3 separate regions of the Zea mays genome follow, and all the other regions are linked to region 2. Evidence: chromatin contacts called from public Hi-C data. All regions are on one chromosome and are shown on one strand. The core of a region is the stretch at or near the end of the contact, and the rest is flanking DNA. Distances in the headings are between cores, read along the strand shown.

Region 1 (3,769 bases), core at 1,094-3,593, 270 kb after region 2:
GGGCTAAGCCCCGGAAGACGGCGAACTCCGCTCCGCCCGACCCAGGGCTCGGACTCGGGCTAAGCCCCGGAAGACGGCGAACTCCTCTCCGCCCGACCCAGGGCTCGGACTCGGGCTAAGCCCCGGAAGACGGCGAACTCCGCTCCGCCCGACCCAGGGCTCGGACTCGGGCTCGGCCCCAGAAGACGACGAACTCCGCTTCGCCCGACCCCAAGGCTCGGACTCCACCCCGGCATCAGACGACAAACTCCGCTCCGCCTGACCCAGGGCTCGGACTCGGGCTCGGCCCCAGAAGACGATGAACTCCGCTTCGCCCGACCCCAGGGCTCGGACTCCGCCCGGCATCAGCCGGCGATCTCTGCCTCGCCCAAACCAGGGGCTCGGACTCGACCTCGGCCACGGAAGACAGACTCGACCTCGGCTTCGGAGGAGCTTCCACGTCGCCCAACCTAGGGCGCAGACCAGCCACGACAACAGGAGGCGCCATCATCACCCTACCCCGAACTGACTCGGGCCACAGGGAACAAGACCGGCGTCCCATCTGGCTCGCTCCGCCAGATAGGCAATGATGGCGCCCCGCATACTCTATGACGACGGCGGCTCTCAGCCCCCTTACGGAAGCAAAAGGACGTCAGCAAGGACTCAACAGCTCCGACAGCTGTCCCTCCGCCAGGCTCCATCGCTCCTCCGACGGCCACGACATCACACCAGCAGGGTGCCAAAATCTCTCCGGCTGCCACGACGGCATGTACTTAGGGTACTAGCTCTCCTCCGCTAGACACGTAGCACTCTGCTACACCCCCCATTGTACACCTGGATCCTCTCCTTACGCCTATAAAAGGAAGGACCAGGGCCCTCTTAGAGAGGGTTGGCCGCGCGGGGACGAGGACGAGACAGGCGCTCGCGTGAGGCCGCTCGCTCCCTCTCCCGCGTGGACGCTTGTAACCCCCTACTGCAAGCGCACCCGACCTGGGCGCGGGACGAACACGAAGGCCGCGGGATTCCCACCTCTCTCACGCTGGTCTCCGGCCACCTCGCTTCCCCCCTTCGCGCTCGGCCGCGCGCTCGACCCATCTGGGCTGGGGCACGCGGCGACATTCACTCGTCGGCCTAGGGACCCCCCGGTCTCGAAACGCCGACACATAGCAAGGCGAAGATGAAACCTGAAGGTCATAAGAATGGACGACGAAGCTGAAACCGAGGAGCTTCGGTTTTGGTGTAATGATGAAGACCAAGTATGATGATGACTGAAAAGGGGACAAAGACTACTCAGTCCTTAATATTTGGTGTTATGGTAATAGATAAATGTCAGGGACATGAATGTAATTTCGTCTGGGCTGCGTCCCATGCATATAAATAGATGAACAGTAGCACCGTACTGTTCACGCTAGATTGTATTCACTCTCCCGCATCCACACCTTCGAGCAAGCCGAAGGTATCAATGTAACGTTAATCCTGTTTATATTCATAGATGTTCTATGAAATATAAATATAAATGAATTAATGAGACACAGTCTCTGTCTTCATCTTTATGTATTCCTATTTGTGTGTTAAATAATGAAGGTATGTTCTTCTTGACCTTCGTCTAATGACCATTATGCCCATATGAAGACAATGCTTCAGAAGACGAAGGTCCCTAATCTTTAACAATTGTGTTGCCTTGTTCTTGATTCACAACATTTGAGAACAAGTGACCAACAGTGACCGAACCAAAAACTGAAATTCTGGACTCTATCTGACTTGTTGGTGTATTTCGATTCTAATTTCTTGATAATGAATTTTATAAAAACCGAGGAACCGAACCGAAGAACCGAACGCATAGGCCTTTCACTAGAGACAACCACTCGCCATGCATTCTGGCAGCTTCATGGTCTCCTCGGTCCTCCGACCAAGAGATTTAAGGGTCTATTTGGTTCGTGGCTAACTACGTCACACTTTGCTTAAGTTTAACCATCCAAATTGAAGAACTAATCTTAATAAAAAAAAGTTAGATAAAATGTGGCAAGTTAGATAAGGAAACAAACATTTCGTGGCAAAATATTTCAAAGCATCTGCATACACCGGCAAACTGAGTAGCATGTGTGTGTGGCTACTGTTTGGTTTTGGCCACTACTCTACAAGTTTGGAAAAGCTTGTGTCGAATGTATTTTTTAATGCGGCAAATGTGTGGTTGTCGCAGCTATTTTTGTCTTCTTCCTTCTAAACATATTCTTCCTTCTAAACATATTTCCGTGGGCTGGCCTGTTGGGCTGCTGTATTTTGTGGAAAGTTTCGGACAGCCCGTAAACTTGGGCCCGTTCCGGTTCGGCTTAGCTTTGCTCTTCTTCTCCCCGTTCACCGACTAAACAAATAACATTTTTAATAATAATAATAATAATAAAATCTCCCGTGGCCTCCTTCTTCTCCGGTTCTCGCTCGTGCCCTTCTCTCCTGGCGGCGACGGCTGGGCGAGCGGCGCGGCCCGTTATCACTTCCCAGGTCTTCGGCGGCGACGAGTTTCCACCAGGTACGCCTCGTCCCTTCCCCTTTCATCCCCGTTCCTTACTGTCCCTTTCCGCCGTCCGGAACCGAGCACCCCCCACCCTTGGTCTCCTGTCCGAATTGGAATCTGACCCAGATAGACGCACCCAAGTGCCATTGTGGATCCGCCCCAGCTCCTGTGCCGCATCACGAGATTTTGTGCAATTCTGCAGGCTGACCGGAACGCAGTGGGTGGAGAACCGGTGAGCAGCTGCAGCCATGTCCGTGGCGGCCGGCGTGAGCGACGCGGCCATCGCGGTGCGCGACAAGCTCCGTGGAAAGATTGGTCAGACCAAGGTCAAACGGTACTGGCCGGGGAAGGCGCCTGAGTGGGCCGATGACGTCGATGAGGACGTCGACCTCAGGACGGCACGGGTCTCCCTCGACAAGGCGTTCCCCAGGGACGAGGACGGCGATGTTCCCGCCAAGGATGACCGCCGGCTCCGCCGGCTCGCGGAGACCCGCGCGGAGAATAAGGAGGAGCTGAGGGCGGATCACCGCCGCATACGGCAGGCGGAGATCGTGTCAACCGCGGAGGAGGAGAACGAGAGGCAGGAGGCTGACGCCGACGAGGAGGATGAGGAGGCCCAAGAGGAGAGGAGGAGGAGAATAAGGGCAAGGCAGCTGCTGAGGGAGCAGGAAGAGCTGCTTCCTCAGGAAGAGGAGGAACCGGTGGAGGCCGAGGAGTCTGAGGAGGAATCTGAGTACGAGACAGACTCTGAGGATGAGCAGATGGGAATGGCCATGGTGAAGCCCGTTTTCATACCAAAGTCACAGAGAGACACCATCGCGGAGCGCGAACGGCTGGAGGAGGAGGAACGGCAGCTTGAGGAGCTGGTCAAGAAGAGGCTGGAGGCTAGGAAGATCGAGACTAGACAGATTGTGGTCGAAGAGATTAGAAAGGAGGAGCACATCGAGAAGGCACTGAACGAAGAGGCCAACATCGAGGATGTCGATACAGACGACGAGTTGAACGAAGCAGAGGAGTACGAGTCGTGGAAAAACAGAGAAATAGCAAGGATTAAGAGGGACAGGGAGGAAAGAGATGCGAGGTTGAAGGAGAAGGAGGAGATCGAGAAAGTCAGGAATATGACCGAGGAGGAGCGTCGCGAATGGGAGCGGAAGAATCCGAAGCCGCTTCGTCAGACGAAACAGAAGTGGAAGTTTATGCAGAAGTATTACCACAAAGGCGCCTTCTTCCAGGAAGGTGCTGATGATGTTATCCAGTCAGCGGGTAAAGAGGATATCT
Region 2 (4,223 bases), core at 111-2,610:
AGATACAAACAGCAACCCTCGATAGTCCGTACCTCGTAGGTGAAGGTGCTCCCAGATGCATCCGGCTGCCTCAGTGTTACATTAGAGATTGACCCGTTGGCAGAGAGGATGCAGACCGAGCGTGGACCCTTCTGAGAAAACGACATGATGCGCGCCGCCACATCCTACCAACGAGTTGGACAAGAGAGCGCTCAGCGACAGCCTTCAGAGAAGCACAACTGCACACTAGCCAAGCAAATGCCAAACTAGCCCTAGCTGCAGACAAACAAGATGCTGGAATGGGATGGAGTACATGTCTTACCTCCCCAGTACCCACGATGATGACATGAGGCGTGAAGCTCCCGCCGGCTGACAGCGCGTACCATTCCCCTTTTTGCATTTGAGAGAAAACCAATCAGACAGAGAACTGAACATTTTTTTATGTAATTTAACTACGACTATCTGATGAGAAAAACAGACCTTAGTCATGGCCAATATGTATAACAAATTTAACTCAACTATACCAAAGGATTAGGTAAATTAGGTGATCTGATGAGGGAAAATCTCCCCCAACCACAAGATTGGTAGGAAAAAGGGCATAAACATTTGAATCGATTCAATAGTTGTACATAGCACAGAGATGACAGATGAATGCGACAGGGAACAGAAGAGCTGCCGTAACAGGTGACGGATATTTGACCTGTCTTCAGTCTGAAAGAAAGGCACATCACATGCACTGCACACATCCCCCATACTGGACCCCATCCAAGCAATGCAACAGAAATCGACAAGGGGAGCAAACGCAGCAAGAAATTCTAAAAAAATTGGAAATTTCTGGTTGCGGAACAAGAAAGAGGGAAGCTTTGCATTCTACAGGGAGAATACTGACCTAGAGTGGCTAGGATCTGGCGCCTCCCGGAACCGCGCGGCCGGCCCCGGCGGCGCCCGGAGCTCAGGCTGGCGTGCTCGCTCTGCCCGGCCGTTTGCGTGCCGTTGTCCACCACCACGGCCCCACTCGGCGTCTCGCCGCCCAAGCTCCAGGCAAGCGGAGTCGCGGCGGCGTCCCCGGCGTGGCCAGCCGCAGCCGCTGGCGGCGACGGCGTGGGGGACGTCGACGGCGAGGATGGAGAGGACTGGTAGCCTTTCGCTGCTGCTTCTTGCGCCTCCGCCATGGCGATGTCTGCTGCTCTGAACATGCTGCCGTGGCCGGATTCGCGGCCAACTGCAATACCCTCCCTTCCCTCCATCTGCATGCAAAGGGCTCTTCTTGGTTGAGTCCTGGGACTTGCTTACTCTGGGAAAATTTCTTGCTCCCGGTGGTTCGGTTCTTTGCTTGCTTGGAGCCTTGGACTCGAACAGAGAACCGCAGACAAGAACAGACACCTATTCTAGTTTGGGTCTGTGTCCGGTTACTACCAGGCACCAGCAAGCAGCAGCTGGGTCGTGCCAGTATTATACCCAAGTCATCAGGGATTGGATTTTGAATACGGGCAAATGGCAGAGATAAATAAAAATAAATGAGAGATTTTTAGCACGAGAATGGCGGGCTTTCTGCTGCTCTGCGATCCCGCCTCTCTCTCTCTCTCCCTCTCTAGCTCTCTCCTTTGACCAACCATCTGATTGGTTGGACTGCAAAAGTGTCCTGCACTGCAGCCCAACATAACTTCACTTTTTTATTGAACAGTAAAGCAGCGAATGGGACAAACATTTTTTTCCCGAGAAATTTATATAGGATATACTATGAAAATACGCTTTAAAGAACAGCAGTTCTAAATTGAGTGTCCAGTACAAGTAAAATGGGAATAATTTTTTTTTCTTAAGGAATCACCAACATGGTAAGTTGATAACTCAGATTTGAATGAATACTCTGTGCTTTTCTCCTTTATTGCATGTTGATATATTTAACGGATGATCCAGCTGGTGAGAGAAAAGGAATCACATTGGGGTTTGTACCATGCAGCTTGCAATTGAAATCACTATGTCCACACTGCACACTTCCGGTTATCTCATTTTTTGCAATAAGGTACATGTGAAATGATGAAAAATGTAACTATTCGTTTTAAAGCAATAATTGATTTTCTTAACAACTGATATTATACAAGTTAAAAGGTAGCATATATTCTAAATGGTAATTAATTGAGATATAAAAGTAGCATTTGCTTGCTTGATTTGTTTCATTTTTGATATGTGACAATTATACAATTAGTATTGTTAGTAATACCCATTAGAGGACCTAATAAAGCGTTTCATTTCCTATCTTTTTATGCAGCTTTCCCAATGTTCATCTTCTTTTTTGAACCTTCAAACTCACGTAAAAAGCCAGATTCTTGTTACTCCTTCCCTCTTTAATTTCTCAAGAAAAGCTCTAGGAGATGGGGGGATACCAGTGCAGAAAAAAAATAACAAGCACGCGTACCCAAATTTGCAGAACCTGAACCTGTGCCTGTTTTGCTTGGACACTACTACAGCCTGCCATGCACACAGCTGTCCAGCTGACTGAGGGGATAAGAACGAAGCTTGGGCCTTTTGGGAAATCAGTAGCTGGAGAGTAAATTCAAAAGGCAAATAAAAAAGACAGTCAAATTAATGGTGTCTGCTGGAACTGTGAAAGCTTGAAACCCTCGTTGTCATAAAACAATGGGTGCATGAATAGACAAGGCAATAGTTTTATGCGATGGATTTTAATATGGGTGTCATCAGTCAGAAAACAAAAGTAATGCTACTGCTAACAATATGACTCCAAGTCTCTCGAACCATAAAAGGAAGATCCAGACAAAAGTGTGGGCCCTTGAAAAACAGCAGAGTGTAGTATGAAATAATGAAACTACAGTGTATAAACTATGAAGAGAAAATACTTTTTTTCAAAAAAATGAAAATAGATAAGAATATACACTATAAGTGTTAAGGGAAGTTTAGAAATTAAATACAGCATGATTGAGTTTTAATATAACCTGACAGCTTATTCCTGTCCTTATTAGTTCAGTAAACAACAAGACAGCAAGAAAGACAACTAGCACTGAGAGATTTGAAGTGCTAAATATTATTTGTTACACAGATTAGGGCACTGTTGGAGTGCCTGATTGCTAAATACTACGAAAACTACACTTTAAATCGCCGGAGAGGTAAAACAAAGTTGACAGCAAAATCAAGGCAGCAAAAAAAAAACTTAGAGCAGGAAAGCAGCATATATGACGCCATGACGTCTTACAAATAGGTTAATTACCGCCACCTTAAGATATGTGATCATGGGTTCTGAGTAAACTAGAACACCCAAAACGAAAAAAAACAAATACCCCACAAATTGATCATATACCCATTACGAAAAATGTTTTGCCAAATTAAAGGTGTCACTTTATTACCAAGGTGAGAGAGTGGGATGTCTTTAGTAGCACAAGAGGTGTTAGAAAGACCGGATCTTGTCCAGTTGGAGCCTGTTGGCTTCGTTTCCAGAGTGCGGCGCTTTTTTTCAACGCTAGACTTTTGGCAAGAAACGGCATGAACATGAACTGAAGGAACAGATGAACAAGTTTGGCACGCCGTAAGTCTGGCCGGAAAGCAAAGAGCTGCATAGGTAACATGGGCATCAGAAGTTTACTAACCATATGTCATAGTACTTTACTAACCATTAGCATGATCATATTGATAGTCATCATTATTTGAAAGTAGTTTCTCTTTTCTTTTGAGTCAAAGAAAATAGTTCCCGAGACCGTTCAGTTCCTCGCCTTCTTTTACTTCAAACATTTGGTGGCTCGGAGCACCCTTGCTGAGTTCAAATGCTGAAGGATCACTAAAAAACATTCTTTTACAAAAAAAAAAATGGATTCAAGAATCCATTTCTTGTACTTTGTAGTCACGAAGGAAAATACGAAATTCTATATGTGTGTGTATATATACCTTATTGTCAGATAATAAGTTTGGGCGGGTTAATGAATAGCTGTACTTGCTTCAAAAGCACCCACAAGGAACCAAAAACTCGCCTCCCAAGGCTTAGTATAACAGAGTTGATTATCGATGAGGCTTTGATTAAAGAGTCATCATAGTGGTGCCATGTGATCAGGCCAAAACAAATGGGGCATTCTTGCATCAAACGTTTTTGCAGGCTCCTTGTAAGAATAAAACAAATGGGAGAAAAGGGAAAGCAGCTCACGCGCCCTTTCCTGTGTCACAACTTTCAATATGATAAACAGGTAAAAGCAAAACAGGAGCCAAGATTTAAAGCTGCCAGATTATAATTAAAGTAAAAC
Region 3 (4,116 bases), core at 694-3,193, 510 kb before region 2:
CAGCTGCCACCTGCGGGCTGCAGACGATGCTGTCGACCTTCAAATCCAGGAGTAGTTCCGCAGTCTTCTGAGACTGAAAGCATTTGCCCGTACGTACGTAGATGAGCTCAGCTGTTGCGTTGGGAGCAAAATTATGACGCAGGAGCAGGAAAAATAAAGCGACGTGCCTGTATAGTCCCGAGCATGTTCAGCGGCGCATATCCCGTTCCACCCAAGCTAATCTGGAACCCAAAGCAATGGACAATTAACGGTGTACATCACTAAGATTAGGGATGCGTTTGTTTCTCCAGTTTTCATGCCAATTGCCAACCAAGACCAAGCTGGGCTGGGCTGTGGGCTGGACTGACGCGCTCAATTTTCAGATGGCAGTTTCAGGAATTACATACAGAATGGTATGCCAAACGAATCCGTTAGTGCTTCCTCATGATGGGAATAGGATACGAGCACGAACAAGTAAAAAAAAAAACCATACCTCAGAACTGCTTTGTGTAGCCCCTTGACAGGCCAGAATGATCCTCTTGCTCGTCTTTCTTCCCGCAGAACTTCCCCCAGCGACAGGAGAGTTTGGGGTCTGTACTACAAGATACAGTTTGGGGGCAGATTAATCCATGTTTTAATTGTTTGACCCTTCCATTTTCCCTGTATTGTCTGGTGAAATTTCTTTGATCTCCAAGTTGTTACCAAGCGGAAATGCTAACAGACCTGGTTAAGTGGTACATGCTGCTCCTTATGAGAATATTCATCTTTTTGAACGAAAATAATAATAATAATAATAATAACATAATCATGTAAATGGTTCCTGTTAATGTTTGCTAAGAATACCGGGAAGACACGATCATACGAGTCAGTCAGCGACGAGAACAAAGTTACACTCACCTGATTTAAGCGGTTAAGGCAGACGGTAGGAGGACCTCCCCCAGCCCGTGGGGTGAAGTCCAGCACACTAGCGCCACAGTTGCTCTGGAGCAGAATCCGAAAGTGCTCCGCGCCAAGCCCTAAACATCATGAACCGTGAGGAAAGCACGAAATCAGCTTCGATCACACTTAGACACGCAATGAACTCCGATCCCACGCTCGGATGCAGGATGCACCCCACCCAAAGAGGTGGCAACAAGTGCCTGGTTCACTGCATTGTGCGCGACCACGAGCACTGACTTGCCCCGGTGCGCCAAAATCCTCTCCCAGCAGCTCCGTGCGCGGTCCCACAGCTCCTGCACCGGGTAGTGGCCGTCGATGCTGAACTCGGCCGCGTTCTTCTGCCACTGCCGGTACAGAGGACCGTACCTCTCCCTCCCTTCGCGCTTCAGGAGTCCCTGGAGACCAGGATCACCGGACCGTTACTACAGGGCGTTTCCACGAGCACATGGCGAGCATCGCATCGAGGAAGTAACAAGCAGACGGAACTGGGCAGGCATTGCCAGTTTGCCACACACGAGCAGTCTGCCAGCACTGCACAAACTAAACAGTGACGAGAGAAAAAAGGAGGAGAGGAATTGAGACCTGGAAAGAGTAGAGATCGATCTCGCGGAGGTCGGGGTCCGGGATGAGGCCGTCGCCACGCCCACGCCCACGCCCCTGCCAGATGATCTCGGCGGTGCGGCGGGAGCGCGCCAGCGGGCTGGTGAAGCAGGCGTCGAAGGAGTCGGAGGCGAGCATCTGGCGGCAGGTCTCGGCCTGGGCCTCCCCCTTGGGCGTGAGCACGGAGGCGTCGGAGCTCCCCTGGATGCGGCCCTCGGCGTTCCACGTGCTCTGCCCGTGCCGCACCAGCACCACCCGCTTCGCCTCCTCCAGCGCGCGTACGCTCGAGCAGCAGATGCATGCGGAGGAGGGTCGAGGCCTACGCCCGGCCGCCGGCGACGGCAGCGGCGTGGGGGCGAGTTGGAGCATGGCCACTCGTGGTGCGGTCGACAGTGTGACTGTGTGAGGAGTGAGGAAGAAAAATGTGTGGCTTGCGACACCTGTGCTTCACGACAAGATTTTGGTCCTGTACTCCTTCCTGATCGTGCAGTCACAGTCAGGGGGCTATGGGCCGGACGCCCGTCGGTTGATTTGTGGTCCGACAGCCACAGGGCCGAGGCCCATAGCACACCGTTCTGATAGCACTACTCAAGACACTTGGAATGTAGATCTCAGAAATGCGCCATGTTGTTAGCTTAGGCAATGGAAAAAAATTTGTTGCAGCCGGGCTGCAAACCAGGCCGTTTGCAGCCTCTCACAAAAATGAGGATAGACCCCACCTGCAGGTCAATAATACAACAAAAACGTTATCTGGTGGACCTGCAGGTGGGGCCTATCCTCATTTTTGTGAGGGGCTGTAAACGGCCTGGTTTGCAGCCCGGCTGCAACAAATTTTTTTCCTAGGCAATGGTGAAGAAGAAGAACGAATACGCAATTCGTCTACATTGCTCGTGATCTCTTGTCCCTCTTGTTAGGATCTATACTGTCTAGGATCGATTCCTAAGTCCCTAGAATACCAATCTGTAATTGAAAGTAAAACCTTGATGACATGTAGATCTGATCTACTGTTCTACTCAGAGAAATGGGGAAACACACCTTGTTGCTGTTGCTATCTTCATACCGTTGCCCTGCAGAGAAGCAGCAGGCATCGGGATCCGAGCCGCTGTAGGTTGTCGCGTTTCCAAACACTCCGACGACTAGGCGATGGGGGCCTCTTGGGACTAGGGTTTTGGGGTGAGGAACTAGCGTTCGTCTTTCCTGCGACCCCTTAGTCCTATATTTATAGCGTCGTGTGCCTGGGGCTCCAACCGAGGTTAGCGTGGGCCCTCCCAATCAAGGGCCCATTTAAAGAGATAGATAGTTGGGTTTAGCCCAATCCGGTCACTGATGACCAGCTGTAGAGGACACACCCAACAATCTCCCCTTTGTTCTCTACATTCCTTATTCTCAACTTTTCTGGATTCCATCCCTTGACAAGTTTACACATAGAGACCAATGTGTGACAATGACCGATTAAGTATCATCGCACTCATTGACTACAACATGCTCGCCTGCTTCAGAACGGAAAAAGACTTTATTTGGTTGCAATCTGTAGCCCCTGTGATTCAAGATCATAGGCACTCCCTTAAACCCATGCCGGCTACGTGATATCTTAACACGTTGGGTGGAAGACCTTTTTGTGAGCGGATCCGCTAGCATCTGCTATGTTTTGTTATGCTCATCTTTTATGGTTTGATCTTGAATCTACTCCTTAACAACATAACACTAAAAGTCAATGAACTTGGCAGCGCCACATGACTTGTTGTTATAGGAGTACGGTACCGCTGGCTCATTATCGCAGTAAATTCTCAGTGGTCGCTCCAAGCTATCGACCACTCTTAATCCGGGTACAAATTTCTTTATCTTTATTGCCTGCCCATTTGCCTCATGCATGGTTACAAACTCAGCGTGCATTGTCGACGATGCTCTCGCTGTCTGTTTGCAACTTTTATAAGAAATAACTCCCCCATATATAGTAAATTTATACCTCGAAGTAGGGAACTAAATCTTCTGTTTGTTAGCATGAGGCCATTTTCGTACCTTGGAGGTACATTAGAGCCTTCTTATCTGCTTAACAGTGTTCTATGCCTGGGTTGATCTGATATCTCCCAAGCATCCCGGTAGTAAATTCTAAGTCAGGGCGAATATATATTTGAGCATACAAAATGCTTCTAATAGTAGAAGCATATGGTACTGACTTTATCTGATCTTTCTGAAACTGGATCTGGGGACACTGATGATTCCCAAACTTATCACCCTTGACTATTGGCGCAGGCGTGGCCTTACACTGATGCATACTGTACTTCTTTAGTACTTTTCTATGTATGACTTCTGTGAGAGTTCTAATACTCCATTATGTCTATTTCTGTGAAATTCTATTCTAGAACATAAGAGGCTTCTCCTATGTCTTTTATATCGAAGGTCGAGGAAAGAAAAACTTTCTGTTTCCGCCAGTAGATATTTATCGCTACTAGCTAAAAAATATGTCATCGACATACAAAACAAGGAAGATATACTTTCCTTAGACTTCGCATAAATGCAATTGTCTTCCTCGTTTTCCTCGAAACCAAAACTTTCTGATAGTCTGATCAGACTTGATGTACATCTGTCTGGATGAAT

The links. A called contact is a pair of places that touch in the nucleus more often than the background predicts.
Region 1: a Hi-C map of ear shows a contact between it and region 2, with 2.6 times the contacts expected there. The contact joins the promoter of LOC103654338 here to the promoter of LOC100217167 in region 2. A contact is called at or near these places in 6 of 25 Hi-C or Micro-C datasets (ear, leaf, leaf mesophyll and 2 more).
Region 3: a contact with region 2 is called in a Hi-C map of tassel, with 2.7 times the contacts expected there. The contact joins the promoter of LOC100274536 here to the promoter of LOC100217167 in region 2. A contact is called at or near these places in 2 of 25 Hi-C or Micro-C datasets (bundle sheath and tassel).

The regions. Positions count from the first base shown.
Region 1 is chr4:193,109,453-193,113,221 of Zm-B73-REFERENCE-NAM-5.0, reverse strand. It overlaps LOC103654338 (microfibrillar-associated protein 1), which reads left to right and starts at 2,343. Exons shown (of 3, transcript XM_008681178.4): 1 at 2,343-2,506; 2 at 2,694-3,769. The coding sequence starts at 2,740.
Region 2 is chr4:193,373,546-193,377,768 of Zm-B73-REFERENCE-NAM-5.0, reverse strand. It overlaps LOC100217167, which reads right to left and starts at 1,360. Exons shown (of 5, transcript NM_001143532.1): 1 at 869-1,360; 2 at 302-369; 3 at 33-164. The coding sequence starts at 1,232.
Region 3 is chr4:193,884,173-193,888,288 of Zm-B73-REFERENCE-NAM-5.0, reverse strand. LOC100274536 reads right to left here and starts at 1,943. Exons shown (of 8, transcript NM_001320120.1): 1 at 1,501-1,943; 2 at 1,097-1,313; 3 at 877-995; 4 at 473-571; 5 at 168-221; 6 at 1-73. The coding sequence starts at 1,887.